Linked DNA regions of Mus musculus: region 2 is linked to region 1. Evidence: chromatin contacts called from public promoter capture Hi-C data. All regions are on one chromosome and are shown on one strand. The core of a region is the stretch at or near the end of the contact, and the rest is flanking DNA. Distances in the headings are between cores, read along the strand shown.

Region 1 (6,229 bases), core at 88-2,587:
AGGAAATAGGGACATTAGGATCTTTCGTTGTTGTTGTTGTTGTTGTTGTTTTGTTTTGTTTTGTTTTTCGAGACAGAGTTTCTCTGTATAGCCCTGGCTGTCCTGGAACTCACTCTGTAGACCAGGCTGGCCTTGAACTCAGAAATTCGACTGCCTCTGCCTCCCAAGTGCTGGGATTAAAGGCGTGTGCCACCACGCCCGGCTGGACATTAGGATCTTGAACAGAAACAGATTTTTAACTTTGAGTGAATAAGGTATCAGAGTTTTAATTTGTGATCTAGGTAGGAGTGTATAAAGTACAGAGACAGCTTTCTGATTATAGGATGGCTGAGTTAATAGGCACCTGTGTGGCTACAGGATAACTGAGTTAGTGAGGACCAGAAGGCTTCCTTTGGCTTCTGTAACCAGCACCTCTTCTCTTTGCAATCATGTAGGCACTTAGGATTTAGTGAGGACATCACCTGGCACTTGTTAGCTCTGGTTAATATAAAATTTTCAGCTATAATTGGTTTATAAACAAAATGAAGAGAAACTCAGTTTGTTCAGTAGTGGATCTAATTGTCTCTCCCCACCCCCCTTTTTTGACTTTTGCTAGACATGTGCATTGCTATCGCAATCTCTCTCCTCATGATCCTGATATGTGCCATGGCTACTTACGGTGCATACAAGGTAAGCCACTGTTGGGAGGTGAGGGCGGGGCCTGTCTTTAGGCCCTTCCACTAGAGCAGTGTTTTCAGCTTTCATTGTGATGCCCAACCATAAAGTTATTTTATTTTTGTTGCTACTTCATAACTATAATTTTGTTACTGTTCTGAGTTGTAACTATCTGTGTTTTCTGATGGTCTTGGGCAACCCCTATGAAACAGTTTTTCAACTTCCAAAGGGGTTGCCACCCACCCACCACTTGAGAACTGCTGCTGTGGCATAATCTGAGGTTACCTTTTCTGAGTGTAGAATTATTCATAGTTCTTTGCAAGAGTCTTAAGAAATCTCTCGCTGACTCCTTGTGGTACTAGAAAAACTGGTAAAACCCACATTATTATGAACACTTGGTATTTTTGTTTGCTTCTTTTTTCTTCTTTTTTCTTTCTTTCTTCCTTCCTTCCTTTCTTTCTTTCTTTGTTACTTATTTTATGTGTATGAGTGCTCTATCTGCATGTATGCCTGCACACCAGAAGAGGGCATCAGATCCCATTATAGAGGGTTGTAAGCTATCGTGTGGTTGTTGGGGATTGAATGTAAAACCTCTGCAAGAGCAGTCTGTGCTCTCAACTGCTGAGCCATTCCTCCTGCCCCAGCATTGCTGTCTCTTCACTGCTTCAGCTTGGCACACCAGTCGCTGGCATTCCATGTGCCTGGTTAATGACTGCCAGGTTAATGGCCTGGTTAATGACTGCCAGTCCTCCAGGTCCCTTCATATTGATAAGCTCAGTGTCTTGTTATATCCAACATACTAACATTCTGTTTTCTCATTTTTAGCAACATGCTGCCTGGATCATCCCGTTCTTCTGTTACCAGATCTTTGATTTTGCCCTGAATACTTTGGTTGCAATCACTGTGCTTGTCTATCCGAACTCCATTCAGGAATACATACGACAGCTGGTAGGTGACCCTCCTACTCACTGCCTCTTGTCGTGGTGGTGGTGGTGGTGGTGGGGCGCTGATTGAGTAAAGGACAAACAAATCACTATCAAGGGACACACACATTAAGCAGATCTTAAACTTGCAGCTGAGTATTTGGTGAGATGGTTGAGGTTTTTGCTGAAAGGTGGGAGTTCTGAATTACAAGGGTGCTTTTAGGATGTTATAACTGTCATAACCTCCTAGGACCTGCAGGGATGAGGCAGAGGGCAGGAATGGCATTTTCTGTGTCTATGGGAACATTGATATGCTTTGCTTAGGTGTCAGCAATGGATGGGATCTTTCTTCTGTTGGCTTGTGGGAGACAGGAAACTGCTGTCGGATTCTCTCCAGACTTAGTTCCCTAGAGATCTCTTTCTTCCTGATTTCATGTTAAGTACTTTATGGACATCTGGTGGGTAGTATTGGTGGCTGGGTATTGAGGAGCTTCTAATAGCGTCAGATGGAGTAATTGTGGACCCTTGCACTATTTAACCTTGGATTTTAAAATTATGAATGTGTTTGAAAATGTAATTTCCGTAAAATTGTTTAAATGGCAAAACATTCACTCTTTGCGGGGGAGGATTGTTTTGTTTTGTTGTTGTTCTTTTTCTCTCTCTCTCTCTTTTTTTCAAGACAGGGTTTCTCTGTGTAGCCCTGGCTGTCCTGGAACTCACTCTGTAGACCAGGTTGGCCTCGAACTCACAGAGATCCCCCTGCCTCTGTCTCCCAGGTGCTAGAGTTAAAAGTGTGTGCCACTACTGCCCAGTAAATCTTCACTCTTGAAGGTTCTCTCTATATAATTTTATTACTTGTTTTTTTTTTTTTTAATGTGGTATTAGGGATTAAACCAAGGGCCTGGCCACACGCAAGCTAAGCACTTCACTGTTGAGCTACATCCTTAGTTTAGAGACCAGGTCTTGCTGAGTTGCCCGGCTTGGCCTCCTATCTCAGCCTGCTCCCTGTTCCCTTGGGTTACAGACTGTGCCCGTGTGTTCATTACACGCAGCCTCTCTAGTAGTTCTGAACTCAGGGTAAGGACCAGGAGAGGTGAGGCTACAGGATTCCTGTGGCATTGGGAACTAGATGATCCAGTGGAAAGAATGGTTGGTGGGGATAGGGAGGAGGGAAGTGAGGAGAGAGGAATGGCTGAGGGGAGTGGGGGAGTGAGGAGAGAAGAATGGCTGAGGAGGGGAGAGAGGAGGTGGGGAGGATAGAAGCTTGTAGTCTTGCTGACAGTCCTGCTCTGACCTGTCCCACCACAGAAGGCCCCAAATTTTTGCTCCTTAGAAATGTCTACATTGTTGTTCTTTTTATTGAAGAGCCAGGACTATGTTTTGATTGGCAGTAGTGTCTAAAAAGTTCCATGTGCCAGTTTTAAGAGTTGCCTCTTGGGAGATAGTAGAACATGAAAGGGCCTGTCTGTGATGGGGCAGTAGAGGATTAGCCTCTGTACTAAGACTTCATGTTACCTCTATGATCTGCTTGCTGGGCTCCTCAAATCGTGCTGCAACAGAGGAAGAAACTCAGTCCCAACAAGCTTATCATGTACGGGACTGGGCTGGTGGTGATGGTAAGGATATGTGAAGACAGGCCAGTAGCTGCCCTGTGCTGTGGAGTGGTGCACTGTATGTCCAGTTCATGGGCTGGAGAGCCACACAGTCATAGTGGCTTCATTTGACCCTACCTTATCTGCTACTCTCCAGTCATTCACTTTGGAACCATTAGGTGGTACAACGACAATATTGTTTAAGCTGACAAGAATTATAATTTGTAAAAAAAAAAAAAATGGGCTTTCACTTTTATTTGTAATGACAAACCAAATATTAGAAATGAAATATTTCAGGAAGCCAGGTGAAGTGGCTGAAGTTCAAGGTCAGAAGTTGAAGGTCATCCTTCAACTCCTACATAGTGAATTTGAGTCCAGCCTGGGTTACATGTGACCCTGTCTTGACTTCCCAATCTCCCTCCAAAAACATTCGGTACCATTTAATGGTCATTCTGAGCTGGGCACAGTAGTGCATGCCTGTAACCCCAGCCCCTAGAAGGCTGAGGAAAAGTCCACAGTCAGCCTGAGCTACTTGGTGAGAACCCATTTGCACAAAACAAATCCCAGATCCGTCTGAGCTGTAGTAGCAAATCATGTACATTATAAACAATGCCTCGAAATGGCAATGAAAAGGGACGTTGACATTCCCATGATGGCTGCTACTGCTGACAAATTGAAATGTGGCGAGTTAGAAAGGCAGTCGTCATCTGAGAAGGCTGCAGACGAGCCCAAGCTGGAATCCTGCAAAACATGGTTAAAGTAATTCATCATCCTTGTTTACAAAACAAAATAAACATGTAAGACTTCGCTATTTAGAAAGATGTGCCATTAGCAAATATATTCATATTAGTGAGTTTCTCCTCCTTGTCCTGCACACAGACTTTAGAATACCCAGAACATGAAGAAAATAGGAAAACACTACCATGTCAAACATTAGGAGTATTCAAAGCACCACATTGGTGGTGGACCCTCATGGTGCAGTGGAGGGCGGACTGCTGCTGCACACTTGATTGTGTCTGTTTCCCCTTGACTTCCCTTCGCTGGAATTACTGCCTGAGTTAGGACAGTGTTGGCTTTCCCTAACTCACTGTTGCTGTCTCATCAATAGAGGCATCTGTCCTCAGTAACAGTCACCAGTCTCCACCATGCCTCTGCTGCCTGTGGAATACATCTTGAAAGATGAATGAAGTTGGCTAATGAGACCCCTTTCCCTTTCAGCCTCCTAGCTTTCCCTACAGAGATGATATAATGTCCGTGAATCCTACCTGTTTGGTCCTTATTATTCTTCTGTTTATCGGCATTCTTTTGACACTTAAGGTACGCATAAATAGTCTCTTTATGGGCTAAATATTAAATGTATTCTGATTGTAAGAGAGATAAACAAAATAACTAGTTTGTTGCCTCTTGATTTCATAATGTTACAGTTTAGTCTGTTGTCTGTGTGAGAGAGAAATACTAACCTGCCTTCCACAGGCCAGTCAAGGAGACATGGCCCAGTGGTTAGGAGTATTTGTCTTTTTCCAGAGGACCCAGGTTCTGTTCCCAGCATCCACTTGGTAGCTCACAACCATCCATAACTTTAGTTCCTCTTCACATGTCTATGTCACCAGGCATGTACACAGTGCACAGATATACATACAGGCAAAACATCCATACACATAAAATAATAATAAAAAAAACCCAACAAAATGGCCCAGAAACTTAGAATACCCAAGATATAATTTACAAAACACATGAAACTCAAGAAGACCAAAGTGTGGATACTTTGCCGCTTCTTAGAATTGGGAACAAAATACCCATGGAAGGAGTTACAGAGACAAAGGTTGAATCTGAGAGGAAAGGATGGACCATCCAGAGAATGCCCCACCCAGGGGTCCATCCCATAATCAGCCACCAAACTCAGACACTATTGCATACGCCAGCAAGATTTTGCTGAAAGGACCCTGATATAGCTGTCTCTTGTGAGGCTTTGCCAGTGCCTGGCAAACACAGAAGTGGATGCTCACAGTCATCTATAGGATGGAACACAAGGCCCCCAATGTAGGAGCTAGAGAAAGTACCCAAGAGCTGAAGGGGTCTGCAACCCTATAGGTGAGACAACAATATGAACTAACCAGTACCCCCAGAGCTCGTATCTCTAGCTGCATATGTAGCAGAAGATGGCCTAATCGGCCATCATTGGGATGAGAGGCCCCTTGGTCTTGCAAACTTTATATGCCCCAGTACAGGGGAACGCCAGGGTCAAGAAGTGGGAGTGGGTGGGTAGGGGAGTAGGGGGGGTATGGGGGACTTTTGGGATAGCATTGGAAATGTAAATGAAGAAAATACCTAATAAAAAATTAGAAAAAGCTAAAAAAAAAAAACAAAACAACAAAAAATGTATTTGGGAACAGATTAAGGTTATACAATACATATAGTACTGCAACATGCATTACATGCATATTATGACTTTATATTGTTCTAAGTTGTCTTTTTAACTTTGAAAATTAAAAATCCGATGCCTGTGACTTGCAGGGCTACTTGATTAGCTGCGTTTGGAGCTGCTACAGGTACATCAACGGCAGGAACTCCTCCGATGTCCTGGTGTATGTTACCAGCAATGATACCACAGTAAGTGTGATGTCACCAGAGGGGAGACCTCCCCCATCCTCCCCTGCATGATGGTGCCTAATGCTTTAGTGTTTGCCACGTCCTGCTGGATTTGAGACATGTTTTTTTGTTGTTTTTGTTTTTGTTTTTGAAGTAGTGTTTCTCTGTGTAGCCCTGGCTGTCCTAGAACGCCTCGGTAGACCAGGCTGTCCTCGAACTCACTGAAATCTGCCTGCCTCTGTCTCAGTGCTGGGATTAAAAGTGTCTGCCACCACTGCTGCCTGGCCAAGTCATGTTTGTCATCTGTGTGCTCTGCAGAGTGTACCGGGTTGTAGATTTCTTGCCAGTGTGACAGATACCTGAAAGAAATGACTTGGAGAGGGCTGCTTTGATTATCTTTTAGACATTTCTGTCATGTGATAGGACTTGTTCTATTACCACGGGTTTGTGGTAAGATATGAAGAATATCAT
Region 2 (5,815 bases), core at 605-3,104, 220 kb after region 1:
CCTCAAATAATCAAATCATCAGTAATGAATTACATATCCATACTTTGGGAAGAGGAGGGAGGTCAATGGCCCTGAAAATAAGCTTTCCAATCCATCTGACACAACAGCATTTGTTTTTGATAACACAGGTAATAAGCAGGTGGTTTTCTCTGTTGTTAAGCCATCTTAAAGGGGCTGCAGTGATGGCCCCTGGTTGAGAGTACTTGTTGCTCTTGCAGAGGACACAGTTGGATTCCCAGCACCCACGTAGTGGTTTATGACCGCTTGTAACCCCAGTTCCAGGGAATCCAACAGGCACACATGTGCTAAATAAACATGCATGCAGATAGAATATTTATACACATAAAATAGATAAAAGAGTTTTTTAAAGTCTTAGACCGAATAGTGAGTAGCTGAAAACACATGTGATCACTGCTCAGGATCAAAGACTGTCTCCACGGTTCGATATTACCATGTAGTGTTACAACGGGGACCTCTCATGTGCAGGCTTACCTGTTTAGCTTCTTCTACTACTCCTCCTGGCACAAGCTGTCCACTGGAAGGATCCAGGCCTACCTGTCCAGAAATGTAAATGGTCCTGTCCACTTGCACAGCTTGACTGAAATAAACAAAAGCATATATATACACACACATATATATACATGTATATATAATAGATAACATAAAAGCCAATGCTAAAATAGTAATAAGATAAAAAAGTAAAAGTTGTAAAATAAAAAAACTCATAAATCTGACATTTACTAAATTAAAATTTTGTTTACTGACATCTTTAAGAATGTAAAACAGTCACAGGTTGGGAGAAAGTACTTTTGCCTTGATGATAATGGACTAAACTTCTGAACCTGTAAGCCAGCCCCAACTGAATATTGTCCTTATAAGAGTTGCCTTGGTCATGGTGTCTGTTCACATGGTCTCTTCACAGCAATAAAACCCTAGGATACCCAGTATTATTCTATCCCTTAGGCAAATATGTAAATGAGAATTAAAACACCCCAAAGCTTCACATGAATGTTTGGAAACAACATTCCAATAAACAAAACGAATCTCTGCTAGGTCCAACAGATGACTACACATTGATGGATAATTCCAGCAAAGACATCTGGCTCAAAATAGTACTTTTTTGGTGGTGGGGTGTGTCTTTGCTTTCGAGGCAAGGCTTCATCATGTAGCCCTGGCTGGCCTGAAACTTGTTGTGTATTCTAGGCTGGCTTAAAATTACGGTAATATCTTGCCTCTTGAGAACTCTCATGGGGTAGACCAGCAGCTTTCCCCACCGAACCTAGTCCAGTTACACTTGAGGACTTCAAACACCTGTCAGGGAATTTGGGCCTAACTGTTTGGGTGGGGAGAGACTGACTTTTTTTTTTTTTTTCAGTAAAGAATGGTCAGCTTTCAGTGTAGGATGGCCTAAAGGAGGCACTTTCTACCTCCCTACTATCCACTGGGTTAAAGGTATTGTGTATGGAAAACCTGGACTCTCTGGCCAGGTCCCATACACCACTGCCAGCTTCTGGTAGAGAACCCTTCTCTGTGGCTGAAACCTTTCCTACCTCCCATACTGGTGATTTTGCAGGTTCAGGAGACGGAACCACCAAAGAATCGAAAGCCAGCAGTCCTATTCCCCTTGGCTCCAGAGGAAACCTCCTTCCTGTCCCCTTATCACCCTATCCTGGTGTATGCTCATCCCTTACACAGGAAGTGCTGGAGGTCGGCTCTGACAACTCAGAAAGCACAGGGCTCTCTGGCTTTCTTTTACCCATATCTTTAAATAGATAACTATTGAGCTTCTTAATGTGTGAGCTTTCCTCAGGTTGAACCGAACTATTGGTTAACACTATAAACACACCCCCACCCCGCCCTTGTGTAATTAGGCCATCTGCACTAGGCCCATTGCAAAATATCTTCAGTTTTTCACAACATATGAAAGAGTTTAAGCTCGAATGCATCATCAATAATAAAAAACTTTATGATAGTAAAAAAAATCCATTTATTTCCAGAATATCAAAAGTAGTTATTGGAGCTGAGACAATTTGTGTTTAAGATTGAAACTCCCAAGGATTTAAAGAGGTTTAGCTAAAAAAAAAAAAACCCAAAAAACAATTGACTACGTGATACTTCCTAGGCCTAAGAATCCTACTCCTTCAGTTGTAGGTTCCAGAAATTGTTTCCTAATGTTTTCTTTTTAACTATTTTGGGGCTGGAGAGTTGGTTCAGTTGTTAAGAGCACTTACTGCTCCTGCAGAGGACCCAGGTTCAATCCCAGGCATCAACATGGTGGCTCACAACTCTATGTAACTCCAAGCCTAGGGAATCTGGTATTCCCTTCTTACCTCCTCAGATCTACAGTACACACAATTTCATGCAAGCAAAACCGTCATGTACATAAAATAAAAAAATAAGTCAATCTTACAAATAGACTTCATTTTTATTTATATGTATGTGTGTTTTCATGAGTGCATGCCACATTTCTGTGTGGGTACCCAGAGGTCAGAAGAAGGCATCAGGGTCCCCTGGACTAGAGTTACAGATGGTTGTGAACCACCTGATGTGGGTACATGGAGCCACACTTGGGTTCTGTGCAAGGGCAGGAAGTACTCTGAACTGCTGAGTCATCTTTTCAGCTCCTAATTAAAAAAAAAAAAAGCATTGTATTTAGTGTGTGTGTATGTGTGTTTGTGTACATGCGTGTGCTCTTGCTCACTGTAGTAGACATGTGGAGGTCAAAGGACAAATTGCAGGAGTCAGGTCTCTCCTACCATGAAGGTACCAAACTCAGGGCACTGGGTTTTGGGATAATGATGCTTTTACCTGCAGAACCATTTCACCCATGCAGAACTTTAAAAGCCTTTTATTCTACTTCCTGTCCAGAAATATACTGGGCATGATGGTGCAAACCTATAACCCTAGTACTCAGGAGGCTCTCAAGTGTGGTGCCAACCTGGGATGTGTAGTGAATTCTGGGCTGTCTGGGACCACAGTGAGGTTACCTGAAAACAAACAAACAAGCAAGCAAGCAAACCCCACACAGAGAAACACCTAAATGATAGCAAACCAAGCCCAAAATCAGGGGGTAAAACTTTCAGAAACATTCCAATTAAGTTTCAAGTCATGGTCTGTGCCATATTATGGCAGTGCTAATAAAACAGAAAGCCACTCAATAGCACTGGTGTTGCAATCCCTCCAGGTCCGTCCTCAGTGTCCTAAAATGTGCTGAGTTGTGCTTAGCTAATCAGTAACAATACTCCATTCATTCCCAGGGCTGAGGACTAAAAAGCCCAGCACATTAGAATTCTCTTGAGAGAAGCTAGAATTTCAAAAAGTGTACTCATCACAAACTTTATACACTAGTCTTTACTTTTGGGAAATAGTTCCCAAAATACGGAGGCCAGGAGTGGGCATCAGGTGCCTTCTTCAATCCTTCTCTACCTTATCTACTACATTGAGGCAGGGTCTCTCACGTGAACCCAGAACTTGTTGATTGACTAGTCTATCTAGTCAGCTTGCTCTGGGGAGTTTCTGTCTCTGCCTCTCATGTACTGTTATCACAGGAGGGCTACCACATACTGTTTATGTAGGAGCTTGGTAGAGACCGGACTCTGGCCTCCATGCAGGGCCGTTCTAAACAGGAAGAGGGAGACTAACTGTACAAGTGTTAACTAATGCTTCTGAGAGGAGATGAGGCATTAACAAGCCGGATAGTTATCTATCTGAAGACACCCTTTGGTTACCAGGCTTCATGACAAAGTGTCTCTCTGCTACAGATGTCTTTTGTTCTGAAGTAAAGAAGGTAATCTCCTGCAACTATCACCAATAGCTGAAAGAGCAGGATTAGGCCGAGGAACAAAAAATTTACTACAATTTTTTTTTTTTCTTTTCGAGACAGGGTTTCTCTGTGTAGCCCTGGCTGTCCTGGAACTCACTCTGTAGACCAGGCTGGCCTGGAACTCAGAAATCAGCCTGCCTCTGCCTCCCGAGTGCTGGGACTACAGAATTTTTTCCTTAAAAGGGATTTTTTGGACTGACCCCTTCCTTCCTTATGGTTAAGAACTAGCATTATTACTTAGGTTCATTTAGAAGATAAAGAAGCAAACTAGGAGACAAAGTCTCTCTGTAAGGTCACACCATTAAAAAGAAGCCAACTAAGAATTTAAATCCTGGCGCACGCCTTTAATCCTAGCACTCAGGAGGCAGAGGCAGGCAGATTTCTGAGTTCGAGGCCAGCCTGGTCTAAAAAGTGAGTTCCAGGATAGCCAGGGCTACACAGAGAAACCCTGTCTTGAAAAACCAAAAAAAAAAAAAAAAAAAAAAAAAGAATTTAAATCCAAAGTGCAACTCTCCTCTCCTAACAAACTCCAACTCTTAATGCTAACTTTTGAATTTTTTTTTCCCAGAAAGTCACCCACAGACAGGGAATCATATCTTCACTTTGTAGTTTTCTTTTCAATTCTTCTAAGCTGGGACAACAAATGAAATCATTCAGATTGAGCCCTGGAGTCCACTACACTTTCAAATTGTATTAAATTACTTAGTGGAGTGACCTTGGCAAATTATTCAACTTAGTATATGACAGCTCTCACATCTGAAAAATGGAGTTGTAGCTGGGCGCTGGTGGTACACACCCAGGGCCTCATACATGTTCAGCATGGTCTTTTACTGAGCTATATCCATCCTCGGCCAGAAAGACATTGAAATTATTATGACTATTTATGTGCACGTGTATAAGTCCACCACCTGTGCACATACCCATGGAGGCCAGAAGATCCTCTGGGTCCTTTGGAGCTAGAGTTACAGATGGGAGTGAATGGACTAATATGGGTGCTGGGAACCAAACTTGGCTTCCTGAAGAGCAGAAAGTGCTCTTAAGTGCCGAGTCATCTCTCCAGCCCCAGCCAGAAACACTTTAACAAAGGGAGCAGGCTCAAGGTTTTGAGCCAACTGCAGTATGCTCATAGAGTTTTGGAATTAATACTTTTTATTTGAGTTATTTTTAAAAATAGTTACTTTCTATTGTATTGTTTTCTATTTAGAGTATTTTGATAATGTTTTCTTTTAAAATTAATTTAAGTGAAAGTAAGTCATTTCAATGAAAATGTTATAAAACACCAGGTATACAGTTTGGGAGAAAAAAAAAAAGGTCAATTGAAAACTATCTCATCCAAATCTCTACATTCTGTATTCTTTTACCTCTGTGTCCTCTGGAGGAATGTCAGTCTGTAACTAATTAACTATGATGAGTCAAACTTCCTAACACTATTAAAAGTGGAAAAACAGAAAACCCAACATTTAAAGTTTAACCGGACTACCTTATTTGGGGAGCTTCTTCAAAACTTTTTTTCTTTCTCTGCTCCAAATCAGAATCAGTTTTCCTCCCTTTCATTTGGTTTCTCATCCCATTAAGTTCCATCTCCAATCCTATTATAATAATTACTGCTTTGACACATGGGACTGTTATTTCTCTTGATATTAAGGGAGCTAGGGTTTGAGTTCAAGCCAAGATGTCACTTGCACACTGTATTTCCTTGAAAAGATTGACCTTGAGCTGTCCTTTTGTAAAATGGAGAGACAACTTAAAGGTAGTTAGTTGTCATAGTGCCTGTCATGTAACATTTGCTACATTACTGCTTCTTTTCCTTTTATAGGTGAAGGCCTATGTCGGATTACTTCTTACACATTTTTGAATCAGCTAAATACTTGGCATGCACTACACATCTTCTACAGTACTAATGTTGCAGCCGAAGAAAATCTTCAGTTTTGATTGACAGCAAAGAGACACTGTGTCAGAAATGACTTTTTCAAAAGGAATTGGCTCTAGATA

The links. Promoter capture Hi-C pulls out the DNA fragments that hold promoters and counts their contacts.
Region 2: a contact with region 1 is called in a promoter capture Hi-C map of liver, with 1.7 times the contacts expected there. The contact joins two enhancer-like sites. A contact is called at or near these places in 1 of 39 promoter capture datasets (liver) and 3 of 9 other capture datasets (adipose tissue, liver and pancreatic islet).

What each region holds. Positions count from the first base shown.
Region 1 is chr15:34,271,749-34,277,977 of GRCm38.p6, forward strand. It overlaps Laptm4b (lysosomal-associated protein transmembrane 4B), which reads left to right. Exons shown (of 7, transcript NM_033521.3): 3 at 596-669; 4 at 1,480-1,602; 5 at 4,388-4,486; 6 at 5,684-5,779. Among named protein-coding and RNA genes, the nearest start is that of Matn2, 32 kb to the right of the region's middle. Within about 2 kb of position 1,338, at least 7 of the 459 cell types and tissues checked have an H3K27ac peak or open chromatin away from gene starts, as enhancers often do. A contact at or near this core is called in liver, where this site is marked.
Region 2 is chr15:34,488,082-34,493,896 of GRCm38.p6, forward strand. It overlaps Rida (reactive intermediate imine deaminase A homolog), which reads right to left. Exons shown (of 6, transcript NM_008287.3): 2 at 493-598. Among named protein-coding and RNA genes, the nearest start is that of Rida, 4.3 kb to the right of the region's middle. Within about 2 kb of position 1,855, at least 13 of the 459 cell types and tissues checked have an H3K27ac peak or open chromatin away from gene starts, as enhancers often do. A contact at or near this core is called in liver, where this site is marked.